2 separate regions of the Salmo salar genome follow, and region 1 is linked to region 2. A link is a contact called in public Hi-C data. All regions are on one chromosome and are shown on one strand. Each heading gives the region's core, a stretch centred on a gene start, on an enhancer-like site or on the middle of the called end of the contact. The rest is flanking DNA. Distances are from core to core; before and after follow the strand shown. Region 1 holds the start of LOC106569317 (E3 ubiquitin-protein ligase mib1). Region 2 holds the start of LOC106569322 (rho-associated protein kinase 1).

The links. A called contact is a pair of places that touch in the nucleus more often than the background predicts.
Region 1: a contact with region 2 is called in a Hi-C map of gill, with 2.9 times the contacts expected there. The contact joins the promoter of LOC106569317 here to the promoter of LOC106569322 in region 2. A contact is called at or near these places in 2 of 3 Hi-C or Micro-C datasets (gill and muscle).

Annotation. Positions count from the first base shown.
Region 1 is chrssa14:32,704,153-32,707,977 of Ssal_v3.1, reverse strand. LOC106569317 (E3 ubiquitin-protein ligase mib1) reads right to left here and starts at 1,998. Exons shown (of 23, transcript XM_045694221.1): 1 at 956-1,998; 2 at 1-89. The coding sequence starts at 1,184.
Region 2 is chrssa14:32,538,241-32,542,045 of Ssal_v3.1, reverse strand. It overlaps LOC106569322 (rho-associated protein kinase 1), which reads left to right and starts at 1,480. Exons shown (of 33, transcript XM_014140558.2): 1 at 1,480-2,448. The coding sequence starts at 2,356.

The DNA of each region.
Region 1 (3,825 bases), core at 749-3,248, 170 kb before region 2:
ATAGTTGTTGCATTCAGCACACTTCCAGCGGATCCCGATGATAGGCTGCTGACGACAGGTGTCGCACATGGTGCCGTCATGCTTGATACCTGAGAGGGAGTGTTAATAAGGCAGTTAGGAAATGGTAAGAAGACGGAGGTATCACGTCAAACCAATCTGATTTAATTTGACGTGTTAAGAAATGATCCCTCTGCCAGAGGCTCTGGGGTCACTCAACTTGCCATCCTCATACCATCATTCACTAACTCTAAATGAAATCAAAGTTTATTTGTCAAGTGCGCCGAATACAACAGGTGTAGGTAGACCTTACAGTGAAATGTTTACTTACAGGCTCTAACCAATAGTGCAAAAAAAAAGGTGTTAGGTGAACAATAGGTACACGGAACAAAAATATAAACATGTAAAGTGTTGGTCTCATGTTTCATGAGCTGAAATAAAAGATTCACAAAATGTTCCTTCTCCCAAATTTGTTAACATCCCTGTTAGTGAGCATTTCTCCTTTTCCAAGTCAATCCATCCACCTGACAGGTTTGGCATATCAAGAAACTGATTTAACAGCATGATCATTACACAGGTGCATCTTGTGCTGGGGACACAATGTGATCATATAAGATCCATAGATTAGGCCTAATTAATGTATTTCAATTGACTGATTTCCTTATATGAACTGTATTAACTAACAGTCTGGAACTCAGTAAAATCTTTGAAATTGTTGGATGTTGCATTTATATTTTTGTTCAGTATAAAAGTGGACATGCCACATGATCTGTATGGAGTTCAGTTTACCCTGTTAGGCTCTTCCATGACGCTAACGCTTGGTGCATTGCAATACTTGATATGTGGTAGCCAAATAACTGTGTAGCGTACACATCAACACTCAAATGCGTAAGCTAAATGAAACACGAAAACAGGAAACACGATGTTTAGGATCACAGTACCAGAAGGCAAACATTACCTGTGGGAGCACTATCAAATATCCTCACGTCGTATGCACCAGAGCACCGGTAGTTGGCTGCAGTCCCGTTATCCCAGACAACAACCACTTCTTCCGGACTTTCAAAACTCCTGACGGTGCCGACATGTCCCTCTCCACCATCCTGTTTTCCCCATTTCCAATCGGGTCCACGGATCACTCTTGCACCAACTCCTTCCATCATCACACGGTTATTCCTGCCGGTAGTCATTTACGAAAAGGTCTCGCAAATTGCCAGCTAGCAGAATGTGCTAGCTTTCTAACTAAAGTTAACTGTGTTCGACAGGATAATTTTGCGACGAAAAATCGGTCTGTTGTCCAGAAGAAGACAATTCAGCAATATCCTGTTAGTTTGCAAGTAGTACGCCGAACTGTGTGGCTAGCCTGCTTACTGTAACGTTCAAAAACAAGATAGCAGACACACGCTAGCGACAAAGGTGTTAGTCAAATGTATCGTAATGTGAATGTTAGACGTTTAGTTTACCAACTAAAAACAACAACAACGCAGTTAACTGGGAAGCAAAGCCAAGATAGGCAAAATGCTAGCTAGCGAGTTAACGTTAGCTGACAAATTAAGCTGTTGAATGGCACGCACTTTCCACTCCACAAGCTGTTCTGTAACGTTGTGGAAACAACTGGTACGCCTCAGTATCCCCTTTAAGTTGTTTTTCGTCCCAAGACCACAAGAAAGTGTCACCCCAAGAGCTTGTAAAGTAGCCACATCGTCACGAAATTGTAGACCTTTGTTAGCTGCTAGCTAACGTTAGCGCTTGTGCCTCCGCAAGAATGCCACCTCCACAAGTTAAGTAACACATTAGCCAGGTAGCGTAGCTTAGTCCTTTTTTGTTGGAATAATTGTTTCCTGCTACGTTTATTATCATATGTATTAGATTTTTTTTCCTCAAATGTATTTATTTTGTCAAATGGCTCGCAGAAGTACACTCAGAATAAAAGCGTCGCCATTATTGTAAATCATCAAGCAGACGGAGGTGGACCAGCGGTCAATGAAGATATTTGGAAAATGAGGGTTTGGCTAGATCGTAGCGTCATTTGACAAATAAAACACTAAGGCGAGGCTAAACAAAATGTTTAAAATGCAAAATGACTGAATTGAATACCTATAATTCCTTGCGAAATTAACTTCCCCTGTTTTAGCCAAATTTTGTTGCACTTTTTGAAGCAGCATAGGCCTGGCCAAAAGACTGCACAGGTGATATTGGCTTCAAACACCGATTTTCACAGGGTTCTGGGTGAACAGTTCACTATGATAATTCAAATATAATGTCTTCCAAACCTGCTCCTATATGCAAACACCAAATCTAGGGGACCACATTTAAAATAGCTACCCAAATGCGGTTTTCAAACATTTAAAATAGCTACACAGACACACAAATCCCCCACCTGTTCATGGTGTAGTGCAAAAAAATGTAGGGGCCGGAGAGAAAACAAAGTTTGTACCGACAGAAATATAATATAATTATAGAATATGCATACAATTGGAGCGTCTGCCTATTGTCTCAATAACATTTTATATTTTTAATACCCTCAAATACCAAGTGAGGCATACCTAATTTCAAAATAGGCCATGGCATCATTACTGTCAATCGCGAATGATAATTCTTCAGATTTTGCTAGTGAAATGTCCGAACCTCGGCTGTCTGCATGCCAATCATTTGATCTCCATCATATTCATGTGAATATGCATTTAGATCTTCTTGAATTACTGTTTCGTGAGCCAGTTAGAGCAGATAGTGTCAACGATCTATATAGCCTTCCTGTATTTTTGTTTCAATCAAGGTACATTCTGCCTAGTGTGTCCTGTCAGCTCCACACCCCTGCAAACGCTGCACGGAACTAGCAATTGAAGCGTACACAACAATTTGGCGATGCAAGAAACGAGATACCACATGTGTGGCTGTTTCATGAAAATCGGGGAATATTTGGCCAAGGAAACATTTCTGGTTGGTCTCAGGGAATGAATGAGTGTACAACAGTTAGGATGGGATACTTTTAAAACGGGATTGAGTGAAGTAACAGCAAACATGTTGAATGAGCAACTAATGAACACAAGTTTGACGAAATTATGTAATATCTTTCAGTCTAATATAATATGGATATTTACTTACTTTTGGAGCTCTTCGACAGATGCACGCTTTTGTAAATATACTGAACATGACATTTCAAAGAGTTTACTGAGTTACAATTCATATAAGGAAATCAGTCAATTGAAATAAATTCAATAGGCTCTAATCTATGAATTTCACATAACTGGGAATACAGATATGCATCCGTTGGTCACAGATACATTAAAAAAAAGTTGGGTGTGGATCAGAAAACCAGTCAGTATGTGGTGTGACCACCATTTGCCTCATGCATTGCCACACATTTCCTTCGCATAGAGTTGATCAGGCTGTTGATTGTGGCCTTTGGAACGTTGTCCCACTCCTCTTCATTGGCTGTGCGAAGTTTCTGGATATTGGCGGGAACTGGAACACGCTGTTGTACATGTCGATCCAGAGCATCCCAAACATGGTCAATGGGTGACATGTCTGGTGAGTATGCAGGCCATGGAAGAACTGTGACATTTTCAGCTTCCAGGAATTGTGTACAGATCCTTTGCGACATGGGGCTGTGCATTATCATGCTGAAACATTATGCGATGGCGGCGGATAAATGGCATGACAATGGGCCTCAGGATCTCGTCACGGTATCTCTGTGCATTCAAATTGCCATTGATAAAATGCAATTGTGTTCGTTGTTCATAGCTTATGCCTGCCCATACCCGCCACCATGGGGCGGTCTGTTCACAACGCTGACATCAGCAAACCGCTCGCCCACACAATGTCATACAT
Region 2 (3,805 bases), core at 231-2,730:
GGCGAAGTAAATACAATATAGCAATTAAAACATTGGAATGTTAGATTTGACAGTAGATGAGTGTGCAAAGTATAAATACTGGGGTGCAAAGGAGCTAAATAAATAAATAAATAAATAAATAAATAAATAAATACAGTAGGATAAGTAAGTAGGATAGTAGGATAAGATTGGAATGTGTGTTTTCAGGATGTAGTTGCCTACTTTTGAATGTTTTTTTGCCCGGCTTCCTTATGTTGAATTGACATTTCTATTGAAAAGACTGGGATGTCGAACAAGCTCATGAGCTGGGCACTGCAACATAATGGTTGCGTTCCACTGTGACGTTGCATTCATCAACCAATGGTTGCGTGCATGTCATCGACTGTGTCATTGACTGTCAGATTGCTATAAAATATGATATGGTTAGCTGATAGGTAAAGTACTTATCCAGGCGTGGTAAGATATGGCAATGTCTAACACTGCCTCTGAACTTAAGACATGAGGGCGATGAAACTACAGAAAGCCATTCATTTCCAATTGACCGTTGGGCAATGCGAGCATGGGCGAGGGACGTGAACGGCGCAGGACCAAAGTTGTGGAAAGCTGAACTTTATGCAAATACTCTGCGACATCGCGGTGCGCTTGCCAATCGAAGGTCACTATAGCTTCCAGTCCCTACTGGATTGGCTGTTGATGGAAGCTTGCTAGCACCCACAGGAGGGTGAAGTACAATTGCTAGTCAAAACACCAATAGAACAATGAGACAGATATTTCACCGGATGTATATAGATGTGAAGCATCAGCTTCTGTGTCCACTCACTAGTAATATGATAGTGAGTAGGAAGCCGTGGCCGGCAGTGGGAGTAAATGGAAGGATATTCATTTTGGCTGACATTCTGCTAATTTTGTCATCGATGAAACATTAAAGCTCAATGCAGTTTTCTGGTCCCAAATCTATAATATGTTACGATTTTTTTTTTTTTTTTTTAAATACATTGTCTTGAAGCAGTGCAAAGGCAAATTGAGTTATTGTACACATGCACTTCACAGAGTAGGCTTTCTATAACAGAAATATGCAAATAATGCTAGAACGTGCCAATAGGATCTCGCTAGCTTGTGTTGCCCACCTCCTTGCATGTTCCGCCCACTATGACTCATTTGAAACGACGGGCTATGGTCTATCTTGGTTTAGTTATAAAAGATCTTTGGATAAAATGTACGGTAATAGTGCGTTTCCACATAACGTGATGGGGGCGATGATGTTACAGAGCCCTATTCATTTTGGGTGCAATGGAGGGAAGTGAAGTGGACAGGGGGACAGTTGGGTGATTCAGGTATGGGCGAGGGAGCTCACCATAGCTTCCAGACCCTACTGGATTGGCTGTTGATACGAAGCACTACATTGCCTACTCTCTAGCTTGCTAACGCCCAGTAAGGGCGTAGCTTGAGTGGCTATCCGAATTATCGTGTTATATGAAAATCCCCAGAAAGCAGTGGAACGCGACCTTTGTCATCATCGTGATCGCGTGCTCAACAACCCAGCCTGTGAACTCCTTGAACGCGCTACCAGTGTGGCTCATGCGCAGTGCTTGAAATTTCAAAGTTTCTTCTCTGGTGTTTGAACAGGAAGGCGGACATGTTTGTCAGGCAGTGGGGAGAAAATCGGGCATAGTCTATTTTTCGAAAAATAACAGATCAAAAGCCGATGTATCTATGTAGAACCAGCACGATTTCCGTCTGTATCGTTCAACATCAATGGCCGATGACCATGTGAGGTTTACTACGAAAGGACAGTAATGAAATGTTTTAACAAGACCGTGTTTTAAACTGATCGAAATTTGGAAACAAAGTTTTTTTTTTTTTTCGCCACTTCTACTTTGCAGCTGTCAGACTTATTTGACTTTTTTTTGCAAGGGTCTGGCACCGATGGACAGGCCTGGAGTAATGTGGCTAGTTTGCAACCTAACGCCGGATTTTTTAAAAAACGGTTTAATTTTTATAAGTTGATTTTGGATGTATCGTTATCTTTTAAAGTCCTGCACAACTCCGCAGCTGCATCCTGTGGTCGCCGACTAATCTCGTCGATGCAGTTATCTTATTTTGAATTGTTGAAGTTCTCTTCCAAATCTGAGCTGGGGAAACATTTTTCTCTTAAAATGTGGCTTTTGAATATCAAACGTTTCATCGTCTGTGAAAAAACGAGAAGAAACACGTTTCTTTGATTCAAACTGCGGGTTCTACGGAATTGTAGCTAGCTAGCTAAACACTGACTGAGTTCACGCGAAGGGAAGAACATTAGGCTAGCTAACTAGCCCTATAGCTAGATTAACTAATTTTAATTATAACACCGGCGTGGAACTCTACCTAACTGCAACAATGTCTGCTGGAGAAAGTTTGGAGGCTCGTTTTGAGAAAATCGATGCCATGTTGAAGGACCCGAAGTCTGAAATAAACACGGATTGCCTTTTGGTAAGTTAATGTTAGCTAGCCTGACAATGAACTTGGCTTGTTAGCTAATGTTAGCTAATGCTAGCTAACTAACATACGCATGCTAGCTAAGTTTGTGGTTTGTTTAAATGAACGTACTATTTAATTTAACTAATCAACTTGCTAACTACCTGATTGTTATTAACGGCAACTAGCTAACGTTATACGAATAACTAGCTGTATGTAGGCTATATTTGGTAGCCAGTCGTCATCTTGAAGATTAGCTAACCACTTAACTAGTGGGTAGTTAACGTTTGTTAACTAACATTTCTTAACTGGCTAGCAAGCTGAACAAGTGGCATCCAAAACAGCGATGGTAAGTCATATAGCGTTACTCTAGTTAGCTAGGGCATCTATGCTAGCTAGAGCAGGACTGAATAACTATTAATCAACAAAGTTTCATGTCTCATTCTTGTTATAATTACAATTGCCAAATTTCGCTACAGCTATTTTCAAACCAACACCGTTGAAGTTGCTATTGTCCTGTTTGACCCTGAGGGTATTTTGCAGACGAAATAGTAAGACAGAAAGCCAACGTTACACTGTATATAAGTTAGTTGTTTCCACGAAGATAGTCAGTCAATCATAGTGCATAGAACCAGAAAAGGAAATGCATGTCTCAAGTTGAAGTCGTAAACCTAAGTGCAACCTGCAGTGACACAAGTCACTGATTTATTTGTAAATTAATTTATTTCCATTTGAAGATTAAAGGGCCGACAGTGGAACAAATGAGACAGTGTTTGGGGCTGCCTGTTTGATGGCCTCCTTTGTTGTATAATGGGCATTAATTGAGGACACTCTATGGAGAGTATACACGAAAAGTATATATTTATATATCCTCTGAAGTGTAAACTACAGTATGCATCAGGCCTGTTCTAACTTGCCATCCCAGCTGCATCAGTTAACCTGCTCTGGTCTGCCAACCCTGACGATTTCCTGTCTCTCACTCACGACTCATCACTGACTCCTATCAGACTGCCACGTGCTAAACCTCAGAGAAATACCTCCACAGGCTGTACTGTATCAGTGATGCAAATTTTAAAACGACTGTTGAGGTTTGCCCCCCCCCCCCAGAGGAGACAGAGGCTATGTAGTCTCTCGGGCTGGTACTGTGTCTGGCTATGTTCCTATGCATGTCCATTACACTTAAATGCATGCCCAATACACTGCTTCATTCTAAGTGGCATGCAAGTTTGTATATTGGAACATAGCCTTTGTCTCTATCATTTAGAGCGTCCTAGTAAAGCCTGGATGTCTTTGATCCACATCATTAGCAGTTTCTGTGTATTGGACTGACAGTGATTGCTTTAGGCAACAGTATCATATGAGAGGATTAGAT